2 separate regions of the Ovis aries genome follow, and region 2 is linked to region 1. Evidence: chromatin contacts called from public Hi-C data. All regions are on one chromosome and are shown on one strand. The core of a region is the stretch at or near the end of the contact, and the rest is flanking DNA. Distances in the headings are between cores, read along the strand shown. Region 1 overlaps EPHB2 (EPH receptor B2). Region 2 has its middle 8.0 kb from the start of EPHB2.

Region 1 (2,843 bases), core at 101-2,600:
GACATACTCCTTTTCCTACTTGGAACCAGTCCAAGTTGTTCCATGTCCAGTTCTAACTGAGTTGTGGATGTGACTGGAGATGGAAGACTTCACAGCCCAGGGGAAAAGACAGGTTCAGACACAGCTATTAGACAAGATGTGATACAAGCCATAGAAAAGCCAGCAAAGTTTTCAGGGAGACACCAAGGAAATGCTTATAATTCTGGCTTGGATGAGAGGAAGTCTTCATTTAAGTGACAGTTGAACAGAACCTTGAAAGATGCTAGGAGTTCAGACAGAGAAGTGATGAGGGAGGGATTTTTCTGGGCAGCAAGAAAGGCCTGTGCAAAGGCCCCAGGGCAGGAATGTGCTAGCAGCACTCAGCGAACAAAGAAGAGAGTGGAAGAGCCAGGGCCACAAGGGAGAGAGCAGTAGGGGAGGAGCTTGGGAAGGGAGGCGGGTCGGGTTGTGGTGGGTCTTCCAGGCCTTTAGGGTCTGGATTCAATTTGATAGAGTCTGATAGGAAGCCATCAGGAGATTTGGGAATGATGTGATCTGATTCATATCGCTTTAAAGATTCCTATAACTTGCCACGTGGAGAATAGACTGCAAGGGGGTCCCAGGGACACAGGTAGACCCAACACGGGGCTCTCATGGGATGCCAAGTGGGAGATGAGCATGGTGTGGAGTTGGAGGGCTGGCAGCAGAGATGTGAGGAGCTGACCGATCCAACCAGTATTTCGGACCTCAGAGGACCAGGGAAGCGTGAAGGAGGACTCCTGGTGGACGGTGGAGCCTTTTCCTCGGGACAGATGCAGGCCTTGTGATCTGCAGGTATAGGTTCGGTACTTATGTGCGCTTAGTCGCTCAGTCGTGTCTGACCCTTTACGACCCCATGGACTGTAGCCCACCAGGCTCCTCTGTCCATGGGATTCTCCAGGCAAGAACACTGGAGCGGGTTGCCATTTCCTCCTCCAGGGATCTTCCCAACCCAGGGGTTGACCCCGCATCTCTTGTGTCTCCTGCGCTGGCAGGAGAATTCTTTGCCAGGGGTAGGGAGGTGTAGTCAAGAACAGACAAGTGTGCAGGCAAGTGGGCAGAGGACACACGGAAGTGAAAGGTTAGGATCCAAGAGAATGGCAAGGTTTAAGGAGAGGAAAAAAAGTTGTAGCTGAACGTCTCAGAGGAGACACCAGCAGAGGGCTGGGAGGAGAGTCAAGAGCGGTTTCTGCCCCTGGGCCCTCGGGTAGGGCTGTGACATCCCCGCACCACCTCTGCCTTCCCGAATCAGCCCCACTGGGGAGGCGCGCCAGGCTGCTGGCGGGAGTGGGGGGATTATTTCTAGGTAAGCCGGCTCTCACCAGCTCTGCAGTCCTCCTGGTGCCTGCCATCGATTTCTTTAATGAGGGCTCCAGATCCTCCCAGGTAGGGGAGTCCAAACCGAGCCCTGCCGTTCCGTGTGGGCCCCACCCCCCAGCCCTCCCCCTCCTCCCCGCCTTCTTCAGAAAGGGCTCTTTTGGAGCGGGTTCTGGCTTGGCCTTTCCCCGGCTCCACGGGGATTTCCCAGCCTGCCCGGAGCCCGGAGCTGACAACCGCTTCGCAGGGAGGCTTCTGGATGCCGCTGACGAATGGCGAATGGCGTTAGCCAGACCGGGGCGGGCCGCTCCCATTGGCTCCGGCGTCCCAGGGGAGGTGGCCTCCTTTGGCAGCTGCCCCGGAGCACACAGGTTCACACTCCCCTCGGCTCCCCGCAAGGGCTCAAGACGAGTCCTTTGTGAGGCGCATGGGCCCGCGTAGGCCACATCAATTTATGTGTTTATTCAACAGAAACTTCTACTTGGCAGAAGTGGAAGGGAAGGATACTCCAGAGAGAGGCAGCAAAGGTGGGGAGAGCAGGGGTGAACTATGAAAGGCCAGGCTGCACTCAGGTTGTTGCCGAGTGTACGTGGAGCAGTAGCGACACGGAGATGCCTGTTCACTCACTCGCTCTCGCATGCATTCATTTAATGAACATTGGTGAAGGCTTATTCTATCACGTGTTGATGATAACCACGATGGCGGTAGCCCCCGTTTACTCTTTTGTGTGTTAGCGATTGTTGTTCAGTTGCCAAGTTGTGGCCAACTCTTTCCGACCCCGTGGACTACAGCGTGCCAGGCTTCTCTGTCCCAAGTTCATGGCCGATGAATCAGTGATGTCATCCAACCGTCTCATCCTCTGTCACCCTCTTCTCCTCCTGCCCTCAATCTTTCCCAGCAATCAGGGTCTTTTCCAATGAGTCGGTTCTTTGCATCCGGTGGGCAAAGTATTGGAACTTCAGCTTCAGCATCAGTCCTTCCAATGAGTATTCAGGGTTGATTTCCTTTAAGATTGACTGTTTTGATCTCCTTTCTGTCCAAGTGACTCTCAAGGGTCTTCTCCAGCACCACAGTTAGAAAGCATCAATTCTTCGGCACTCTGCAGTCTTTATGATCTAACTCTCGCATCCGTACATGACTACCGGAAAGACCATAGGCTTGTCTATGCCAAAAGCTTTGCCCGGTTCTTCCTATTAAACTTCCACAGCCACTCTGTATAGTATATAGTGGTGTGATTCCACTTTAGAGATGAGAACACTGAGACTGAGAGGGCTTAATAAATGTACCCGTGCCTCATTGGTGCACTGTGTAAGGCCTTAAACTAAGTGCTAGTGAATTTCATACTAAATTTCTTCCCATAATCCATCATTGCTTAATCTTTATTCAGATAATGGAACTTCAAAGAGAGAAAAAAGAGAGAGTGAGGAGAGGGAAGGAAATCGATGGCTCTAGACAGTATCTCCAGTGTGCCAAGCACTGCCTGATCAAATTTTATCTTCACAACAACC
Region 2 (2,843 bases), core at 110-2,609, 190 kb before region 1:
GAGATGCCTTCAGTTCAGTTCAGTTGCTCAGTTGTGTCCGATTCTTTGTGACCCCATGAACCGCAGCACACCAGGCCTCCCTGTCCATCACCAACTCCTGGAGTCCACCCAAACCCATCTCCATTGTGTTGGTGATGCCATCCAACCATTTCATCCTCTGTCATCCCCTTTTCCTCCTGCTCTCAATCATTCCCATCATCAGGGTCTTTTCAAATGAGTCAGCTCTCTGCATCAGGTGGCCAAAGTACTGGAGTTTCAGCTTCAACATCAGTCCCTCCAATAAACACCCAGGACTGATTTCCTTTAGGATGGACTGGTTGGATCTCCTTGCAGTCCAAGGGACTCTCAAGAGTCTTCTCTGATACCACAGTTCAAAAGCATCAATTCTTAGGCACTCAGCTTTCTTTATAGTCCAACTCTCACATCCATACATGACTACTGGAAAAACCATAGCCTTGACTAAACAGACTTTTGTTGGCAAAGTAATGTCTCTGCTTCTTAATATGCTGTCCATGTTGGTCATAACTTTCCTTCCAAGGAGGAAGCGTGTTTTAATTTCATGGCTGCAATCACCATCCGCAGTGATTTTGGAACCCAGAAAAATAAAATCAGCCACTGTTTCCACTGTTTCCCCATCTATTTCCCATGAAGTGATGAGACCGAATGCCATGATCTTAGTTTTCTGAATGTTGAGCTTTAAGCCAACTTTTTCACTCTCTTCTTTCACTTTCATCAAGAGGCTCTTTAGTTCTTTACTTTCTGCCATAAGAGATGCCTTAGATTCTGAATAATCACAGATCACGTTCAGGCCTTCTGAGGCTTTTGCTGGGTTCCATTAAGGCCTGATAACAGAGTAGATCTTCCTGTGTTTTGATTGCCAGGTGCGTCCTTCCAAAAACTCCTGAGTCCGTGTCTTATAGTCCAGAGAGTTGTCAGAGCTCCTGTGTCACCACCACTTGGAAGCCTGCCTGCTTGTCTTCGTCTTCCTTCCTCTTCATCCATCCATCCATCCATTTGGTCAATGCCTCCGAAATACCTCCTTGTGCCTGGTCCGATGTAAATACGAACCAGTTGTAGCGGGACTTCACTGTTTGTCCTAATGGGGCAAACTCTTACCCCAGAGTGCTCAGCTATGCTTATTCTATGACTTTTTCTTTTCATGGACAAGGGTCCTTAAAGAATGCCTTATCTTTCCGTGGGTTTCCCCAACCGCAGCATCCACCCCACTTTAAGCTTCTTTGGAAGGAGGCAGCTCTCCTGTGGCCTTTAGTGCCTCCACACCCAGCTTACCAACCCATCAACCCCACCCTGCTGCACCCCTGTTGCCAGGCACCTATCAAAACAGCTCTTTCAAACTCCGGGAGAGAGGCAAATTGGGAAACGGCCAGGCAGGTAAGCAGCCATAAAAACCCTGTGTACTCCCGGTGTGGTGCAGAGATCAAAGCCTCGTCTATCAGGCTCCAGAGTCAACTGTAACAACCTTTTACCTGGACATAACACTCCACAGTTTACAGAAGCGACTGCTATCTCCCGGCTCCTTTCAGCTCCCAACAGGGCCCCCTGCCACAAGGAACCTGAGAGTCAGGAAGTGACACAGCCGCTCACAGCCGGGCAGAACGTCAATGGCGGCATTGGGATTTGAACTTGGTTCTCCTAACATTTAATCCAATGTCGCCTCATATCTATAGTCTCTAAAGGGCTTTTATCTGGGGGTCAGGACCCCTGGCACCCAGCCCCACATTCATGAGGCTGTTAAGTGACAAAGTTAGCAAAGTCTCTTCCCCTCTTGGGTGCTGTTTCCCCCACAATAATATGGAGAGGGCTGCTAGGCTCATTAGACTCTTAGAAGGATCAAAGCAATCATGGGTGTGAACAGGCTGCGGAGACAGTCTGCTCACTGCAAGCCAGAGGCCGCCCCCAAACCTTCTAGGACCCTCAGCTAGGAGATGGATTATCCAGGCCCTCCCAGCTCCCAGGAAGAAGTGACTCTGGCTCTGGGTGGTAATTCCCATGGCTCACAGACACTGAGTAGCCTTTTACCGTGTGTTTCCAATACCAAGACATTTCTCCCTGCTGATGGGAGAGAGGTTTCGATTCACTAAAGCAAAGCACTTTTAGAGTACCCATGTGCCAGGCCCTCTGGGACTCCAAGGGGGACAGGATGCATTCTGCCCCAAAGGGGCTTCCTGTCAGGTGGCAAGCGTTTTGTGTGTGTCCTGTCCTTCTACATTTACAACAAACCTGTAAGGATTAGGACCATTTACACGGAAAAAAAAAACAAAACAAACAAAAAAAAACAACTGAGGCTCCAAGTGGTTGAGTATGTTCCCTGCTCAAGAGCACATAGGATATGAACACATACCTCCCTTTGCCCCAAAGCTCACAGTCTCTCCATCCCATGAGGCTATTTACAAGAATCCAAGATGAAGGCAATTGACACATATGCCATTAGCATGCTGGGGAGCTTTAGAGAGAGGGCTAGGTCTATAGCAGGATTGCTGGAGGAGGTGGTATGTGATGAGGTCTTTGGAAGGTGGGGAGAATGTGGTCCAGAGTGAAGCTGAGTATGAGAAGAATGCAGAGGTGGGAAACTGGAGGGAGCTCCTAGGGTCTCGGGCTTCCTAGCTGGCTCAGTGGTAAAGAGCCTGCAGGAGATGAAAGAGATATGGGTTCAATCCCTGGGTTGGGAAGACCCCTTGGAGTAAGAAACGGCAACAAACTCCAGTATTCTTGCCTGGAAAATTCCATGGATAGAAGAGCCTGCTGGGCTGTAGACCATGAGGTCGCAAAGAGGTAGACACCGTTGAACACAGCACAGCACCAAAAGTCTTGAGGAAAACAGT

What was found. Hi-C and Micro-C count contacts between places; a contact is called where the count stands out from the background.
Region 2: a contact with region 1 is called in a Hi-C map of liver, with 7 times the contacts expected there. The contact joins two enhancer-like sites. A contact is called at or near these places in 6 of 16 Hi-C or Micro-C datasets (blood, liver, mixed tissues and 2 more).

Annotation. Positions count from the first base shown.
Region 1 is chr2:243,666,933-243,669,775 of ARS-UI_Ramb_v3.0, reverse strand. The region is part of intron 6 of EPHB2 (EPH receptor B2); the gene reads left to right. Among named protein-coding and RNA genes, the nearest start is that of LACTBL1, 67 kb to the right of the region's middle. Within about 2 kb of position 1,350, at least 8 of the 54 cell types and tissues checked have an H3K27ac peak or open chromatin away from gene starts, as enhancers often do.
Region 2 is chr2:243,858,722-243,861,564 of ARS-UI_Ramb_v3.0, reverse strand. No RefSeq gene overlaps it. Among named protein-coding and RNA genes, the nearest start is that of EPHB2, 8.0 kb to the right of the region's middle. Within about 2 kb of position 1,359, at least 4 of the 54 cell types and tissues checked have an H3K27ac peak or open chromatin away from gene starts, as enhancers often do.